Linked DNA regions of Mus musculus: region 2 is linked to region 1. Evidence: chromatin contacts called from public promoter capture Hi-C data. All regions are on one chromosome and are shown on one strand. Each heading gives the region's core, a stretch centred on a gene start, on an enhancer-like site or on the middle of the called end of the contact. The rest is flanking DNA. Distances are from core to core; before and after follow the strand shown. Region 1 overlaps Zmpste24 (zinc metallopeptidase, STE24). Region 2 has its middle 27 kb from the start of Mfsd2a.

What was found. Promoter capture Hi-C pulls out the DNA fragments that hold promoters and counts their contacts.
Region 2: a contact with region 1 is called in a promoter capture Hi-C map of frontonasal cranial neural crest. The contact joins two enhancer-like sites. A contact is called at or near these places in 2 of 39 promoter capture datasets (cranial neural crest and frontonasal cranial neural crest) and 1 of 115 datasets of contacts at active chromatin or transcription factors (large pre-B cells).

The regions. Positions count from the first base shown.
Region 1 is chr4:121,078,387-121,081,823 of GRCm38.p6, forward strand. Zmpste24 (zinc metallopeptidase, STE24) reads right to left here. Exons shown (of 10, transcript NM_172700.3): 6 at 2,786-2,927. Among named protein-coding and RNA genes, the nearest start is that of Gm23540, 4.0 kb to the right of the region's middle. Within about 2 kb of position 1,680, at least 18 of the 459 cell types and tissues checked have an H3K27ac peak or open chromatin away from gene starts, as enhancers often do.
Region 2 is chr4:122,932,557-122,935,993 of GRCm38.p6, forward strand. No RefSeq gene overlaps it. Among named protein-coding and RNA genes, the nearest start is that of Mfsd2a, 27 kb to the right of the region's middle. Within about 2 kb of position 1,530, at least 84 of the 459 cell types and tissues checked have an H3K27ac peak or open chromatin away from gene starts, as enhancers often do.

The sequences.
Region 1 (3,437 bases), core at 430-2,929:
AGAGCACTGAAGAGTGTGTGAAGAACATGTGAAGAGCATGTGAAGAGCAAGTGGAGAGTGAGTGAGGTGAGAGTGAGGTGTGCATGAGGTGAATGTGAAAAGTGAGTGAAGGGAATGTGGAGAGTGTATGGAGATTGTGTGTGTGTGTGAAAGGAGAGTGCATGTGGTGTGTGTGTGTGTGTATGTATGTGAGATGTGTGTGAAGAGTGTGTGTGTGTGTGTGTGTGTGTGTGAGTGAAAGGGTGTGTAGGAGTGTGGGAGTTCAAGAAAAGAAAAACATACAGGACAAAAGCAGAGTGCGCAAGAGAATGCAGAGTGTGTGCAGCCTCAAGTTCTGAGAGAGAGAAGAGAGAGTAACTTTAAGCCTTGAAAAATTGCCTGTCAGTTTGTACCCAAAAAGTAGTCTGTGTCTGTTTATTATGTACCTTCCAGATATCCCTGCTTCCAGTTGAGAACTCTGACCCCGTGTTGAGGCTGGAAACACGTGAAGGCCACGGAACAATCTCAGGTGTTATCCTCAAAATGCCATCTACTTCCTTTGAGATTAGGCCTCTTATTGGCCTAGGCTACACTGGCTGGCCAGTGTGCTCCAAGGATCCTCTGGCCTCTACCTCCCCAGCACTGGGAATACCACTGAGTGCCACTACACAAGGCATTTTTATATGGATTCTGGAGATTAAACTCAGGTCCTCATGGAAGACAAGGTGCTTGTCAATGAGATTAAGTGATATAAGCCTTGAATAGAGGATTCTGCAGTGGTAACAATGTAACCTCCCCATCCATACTGGCTCCACTCTATGAGTCTGAGCCCATAACCACCCATCTAAAAGTCCATTTCTTAAGGTTGGCAAAGAGCTTTCTGGAGATGTTGTAGTTATCAATAAGAAATTCCTGCCGGGCAGTGGTGGTGCACGCCTTTAATCCCAGCACTTAGAAGGCAGAGGCAGGAGGATTTCTGAGTTCATTTCTGGGTTTGAGGCCAGCCTGGTCTACAGAGTGAGTTCCAGGACAGCCAGGGCTACACAAAGAAACCCTGTCTCGAAAAAAACCAACCCCCCCCCCCCCCAAAAACAAACCAAAAAAAAATTCCTCTGCTTAAATCGCTAGCTCTTGTAGAGCTATGACTAAGATGGTGTTTAAAGCTATTTCAATACTAGCACAGACATGAGAACTCTTAGTTCCTTATGAATCTACTCTTCTTCAAACTCTATTCCCTCTCAACAAGCTGCCATTTATGACTGTCCACATCAAATCCAGGCTGTTAGTTATCCTAATGTCTCTCCTCATTTCCCTGTATGTAAATCAGCAAATGGCAGCAACGTTCTTTGTTTTTCTTCATCAACTTTGAGCAAGTCTAAAACATAACAAAAGAAAACAACAACCACAACCACAACCCGACCTCATTTAGTCTAGACTGCCCAAATAGCCTTCTCACTGCTCTTAGTGCTTCTTTTCTGTTCTTGCCTTGCCCTATAATGCATCCCTATGCAGAAGCCCAGGACAGTCTCCTGGCTGTGTGTGGTGGCTCACACCTATAATCCCAACACGAGGGAATAAGGTCAAGAGTTCACGGTCAACCTCAATTGTAGAGTAATTCTGAGGTCAGGTTTGGCTACTCTTTACCCTGACTTACAGAGGCCTGTCAGACTGACGTACTTTTGCAGCTGCTCATTCTAGTGACAGCCATCTCTGTTCTTTCACTTTGCAATTGCTTCTCATTGGTAACAGTTTAGTTTGTAGTAGGCACCAGCAAACTATGGCTTCAAATCAAATGCAAGGTGCTGCTTGTTTGCATGTAGTCTTATTGGAACACAGCCAGGTTCCATGCTTATGCCCTGTCTGTGGCTGCTTCTGCCATATAGAACTGAATCTCTGAAGAATACTGTAGGCCACATAGCTCTCAACAGTGAATAGCTTGCTTTTTTACAGAGAACTACCATTCAGAGGACACACGGTTGAAAGGTAGAGGGAAGAAGTGATTCGTTTAAGATCCCATAGCTAGTAAGCTGCTGAGACAGAATCTTTTATATTTATTTTAAACTGAAATCCTGACACACACCCAACTGTTATCCTCTTAATTTGGCAGCCTCCGTGAAACTTAATCAGTCTTATGAAACTAACAGGTGGCTTAACTCCCCAAGGCAAACAGAAAAACAGTTTAATAATGTGAGGTGTCTGATGGTGCCACAGATTAGAGTCCCCCTGGGACACTGATGCTCTGCTAGGGGAAACAAAGCCAAGAACACTGGTTTTGTTTTGCAGCCTTTAAACTAGTGCTATATAGCTAATCATTCATTCAAGAGTCCAATTCAATTACCCAAAGGAGCCAGGCAGACAATAGGGTGAGTTTTGGTCTACTATACAGTACAGGATGAGATAGTAAAAAGGCTTTGAACAAAGATTAAGAACAATACTATATGGTTAATCAAACAGAGTTGCAGACAAAAACTGGATTTGGCATCAGGCTACCAGTTTCTATATGAAGAAATGCCATAAGTTCCTATAAATCTTTTTTTTCCCTGTATTTTTATTTCATTTCTAAAATTTTACATTACAGGCAATTGTGAGCCACTATGTAGATGTTATAAATCTAACTTGGCTCCTCTGGAAGAACACCCATGAGTCTTAACTGTTGAGTCATCTCTCCTGTGCAGATTCTATAAATCTTAAAAAGCCAACTGTAAAATCTGACCCTATTTTTTAAGTAACAAACATAAATAATAAAGACTGACTGACTTAAGAACAGAGTACTCAGACCACTCTCCTCACCTCCAGGTAGCCTTACCTTCAACAACATACACCTTAGTCAAAGGGAAGTCAATACTCTTTGCCATCACTTCAATTTCCTGCTTAAGCTTTCCCTCCGGTAGAGGTGTGAATTTGTCAAACAGAGGGGCAATATAGTCAGCATAAATGGTGACAAGAACCTGAAAAATAAGTAACAGGAAAGACTGTTCATTAATAACAACTTAATTATATAATATAATTATGTTCATCCAACAAACACCCAGGACATTATCTGTTTAGTAAATTAAATCAAAATAGCACTGTAATAACACTGTACACAAGTCAACTGGATTTTAGAAGATAATGCTACTAACAGTGACTAAGAACTCTGGGCCTAATCAGCAGCCTTTCTTGGGGATTTCTGGCACTGTAAGCCAATTATAACACACCCTTGTTCATGCTGGTGGAAATGGCACTTCTAGAGTATTTTCTCCGTCTCTGCCATATTACAGGTATTTAAAGACAAGTAGCTCATCTTCTGATCTCGATCCCACCAGTGAGAGATAAAGCAACAAACGCCACACAGTTCAGGTGGAAATAACCCTCATCACCAGTGGAGCTGAAGAATGGACAGATGGTATTTTCTAGGGTCTGTGAACGTTCCCCTTGCCTGTATGATTGTCTGTGATGAAGCAGATTAGAATATGAGA
Region 2 (3,437 bases), core at 280-2,779, 1.9 Mb after region 1:
ACAAAACCACGAATCATTATGTCAATCTTATCTGCTTGACCATTTTCTCAGGACTGGCCAGGCAAGGGCCTTCTAATGATAGCAAACTCATTGCTGTGTGGAGCTTAACTTCAGCTAGTGACAGCTGTTCTTGAAGGTGAAGAGGACTCAGAACAAAAGGAATAAGTAAACTGGAAATGGAAACAGCAAGTTTTGTTCTTACTTTACTGTATGTGTCCTGCATATTTATCTGTGTACCACCTGCATGAGTTACAGGCAGTTTCAAGATGCAATCTGTTTGCCGAAATCAAACCTGGGTCCTCTGAAGGAGCAGTTGGTGCTCTTATCTGTTTTGGGTGCTGACCAGAGCCTAAGAATGGTTCCTCTAGCGTTTTGGGCTCCTCACTCTTCCTCTGAAGTCCCCTTCCTTGTCTGCCATGATGTAGTTGACATTCACGATGGCTTAACTCAAATGGCTCAGCTTTTTTCTTCTCTGTCTTCCTCCTCCTAGCAGTTGTCATGCTGTACAGGTTTTTCTTTCGAATAAAATTGTCCCTGGGCTTCCATTTGAGTCTGCTTTTAAATTCTCTTACTAATGAGACTAAAAAGCCCAAGAGGGGACTCTGATTTCCTGAGCATTAGTGACTCTGATGGGATTTCCCCAAATTTTCCAGTAACAGAGATATAACATTCAAGACAGGAAGATCTTTTTAATACCACTCTAGAAACGAAAGTCAACCTCAGACTCTGATGAGCTGTCTGCCAAAGGCATATGCAAACAGAGACACCCAGCTACCCGGAAGCAGCATTTGACCAGGTAAAGGTTGGGCTCTTCCTTGGTCACTGGGTCAATTTAGGGAACTAGAGAGCAGGCTCAGATCCTCCCAAATGACCAAGCCCATTTGCTAGAAATCAGACTGCTGGGAAGAAGGAAATGAAGGGGTGAAGAATAGGTTTTGGAAAGTGAGGTTGGGGCAGGACTCAAGATAACACTAAGATGGATTACTGGGGAGTAAGGAGTGTATTAGAAGAGTTAGTAGTGCCATGAATAAATGGATGGGGGAGTGGTGAGTGGAGGGCCGGAGAAATGGCTCAGCGATTAAGAGCACTGGCTTCCTCTTCCAGAGGACTCAGGTTCTGTTCCCAGCACATAGTGGCTCACAGCTGTCTGCAGCTCCAGTTCCAGGGGATCCAAAGCCCTTCTCTGACCTTCATGGGTACCAGGCACACATATGGTACACAGACAGACAGACACAAAAGACAGAGGGCAAGACAAGACACCTATACACATAAAAATAAATAAATGAAAGTAGTTTTTAAAAGACCAGGCATAATGGCACAGACCTGTAATCCCAGCATTCAGGAGGCAGAGGTAAGTAGATCTCTGTGTGTTTGAGGCCAGCATGTCTACATGGTAAGTTCCAGTCTAGTCACAGCTATGTAAAGAAACCTTGTCTCAAAAAAAAGTACAGGACTTACAACAGAGGAAGAAGACACACACAGAGACAGGAAATGCCCTCAGCTTTTACTCTAAAGCAGGTGGTAACTGCACCTTGTCTGCTGTGGCGGGGGCTGGGGCCTGACCTCACAGTCTTTCATGATTGACTAGTTTTAAAAGAATCCGGGGGGGGGGGGGGGGACATGAAGGAAACCAAGCGTTGAGAATGCAGAACTTGAGTTCTGAGAATGCAGCAGGAACTCTGTGTAATGTAAGTTTTATAAGGTGGGGGAGATAAAAAGATTTGAGGTTTACAGTGTTTGACAGAAAGGGCTAATATTTAATGTTTCTTACAATGCAAACTCACTTCCCAGGTGAGAATTCTGGTACCAGGATCCTCTCACAGACAGGGACAGTCGGTAGAGTGCCTTGTAGACATCTCTGAAAGGGGTCGAGGAAGCTGCTGCACCTTGTGGTCTAATATATAGACTACAGACTGTTGGGTCAGAAGGAAATTCCAGTTCCCCAAACTCCAAACCATAGTCCAAATATCCAGAAATGAGCCCAACCTGGGCCGTAGGAGGATTTCTAGTGGTCAGATAAAAGCCACTGCAGCTCAGCAACTTGAGAAGCTGGTTCCTATCTACCTCTGGTAGAAGGGATGTGTGTGTGGCTAACTATCAGCATAGCAAAGCTCATGCTGGCCTCCAGGCTCCCCCATATCACAAGCACCTGCTATATATTTCAGAGTCCATGCCAGTATCCCAGCCCTTCTTACTGCCTCCCCGAATCTAAACTCCCCCTGCCCCCCCCCCCCAGCTACTCATTCTCTTTATAGTCTTGCTATTCTCGCTATGTGTTCTCTATGCTCTGTGCCTGCTTCTCTTGTTATGGTTTTTCTATTCTCTAACTCTCCCCCCACACACATACACACACTACTCTCTCACAGGTAGCCCTGGCCGAGTCCAGTCTACCAGCCATGTTCAGTCTATTTATTTTCTCTCTGCTCAGGAGTCTTCCAGATGCCTCTGGCTGTTCTTGCTCTCATGGGTACAATAAAAACCTTCCCCCACACGGCACCATGACTTGGTCATGTCATCAGTTTACATACAGACTAGATTGCAATACCACATTCTTACAAGTAGATACAGGATAAGAGTCTTGCTTGGTCCTTGGGAAAAATAACAGATTTAATGAGGAAACACAAATTTCTGGTGAAAAATAAGTATGTTAAATTTGAACAGAAATCCCCCATGCCCCACTGACATTCTATTCCGCTTCTGTCCACATCCCCTCTCAGAACCTGGAGGCTAAGACAGGTTGTCCCTGTCTTTCAAGCTGCGTGGAAGTTTCTGAAGGGAAGGTACAGTGGTTGTGGTGACGGTCCAAGATGGGGGTCACAGAGGACCTGAGTTTTGTATCTCTTAGGAAACCACTAGAAAGTCAGGACCTTCTGTCCCCGTCTACTTCTCTGATCTCAGGCCACTTTACAAGACCTAAGACTCTTCTCAAGCCACTTGGCCACAGCGGATCACCTCGATGGAGAGGACCTGGCACACCCACCCCGAGCTAGTTCCAGAAGGATTTATGTCAGAGGAAGAGCAACTTCCCCAACTGGTGAGCAATCAGGGCTTGCCCAGGGCTAGGCTCTGTAGAGTCCAGGCCTCTCCCAGGAAACAGTTTTAGGTAACAGCAATCAGGGACTTCTCTGATTGCTCTGGAGATATGGCCCTATCCTGTCTGCCCTGGAAGGAAAAGGCGCTGGACTTTAGAATCTGGAATCTAGATATGATCCAAACGCAGAGCCCTAACTTCCTACCTCTTCTTCCAGATCGCTGCTTATCTGTTTCTTTTTCCGGAATCCTACTGCCCAACACTGATTTAGATCCTAAGGACACGAATCCTAGACCTTGTCCTAAGGACCACACACTCCAGCAGGGGAAACAGACCTGTACAACTGGTTTTTATTACTCCTCCTAGCTATATTCTAAAGTCTCCACAAATAATAATTAGCTAATAC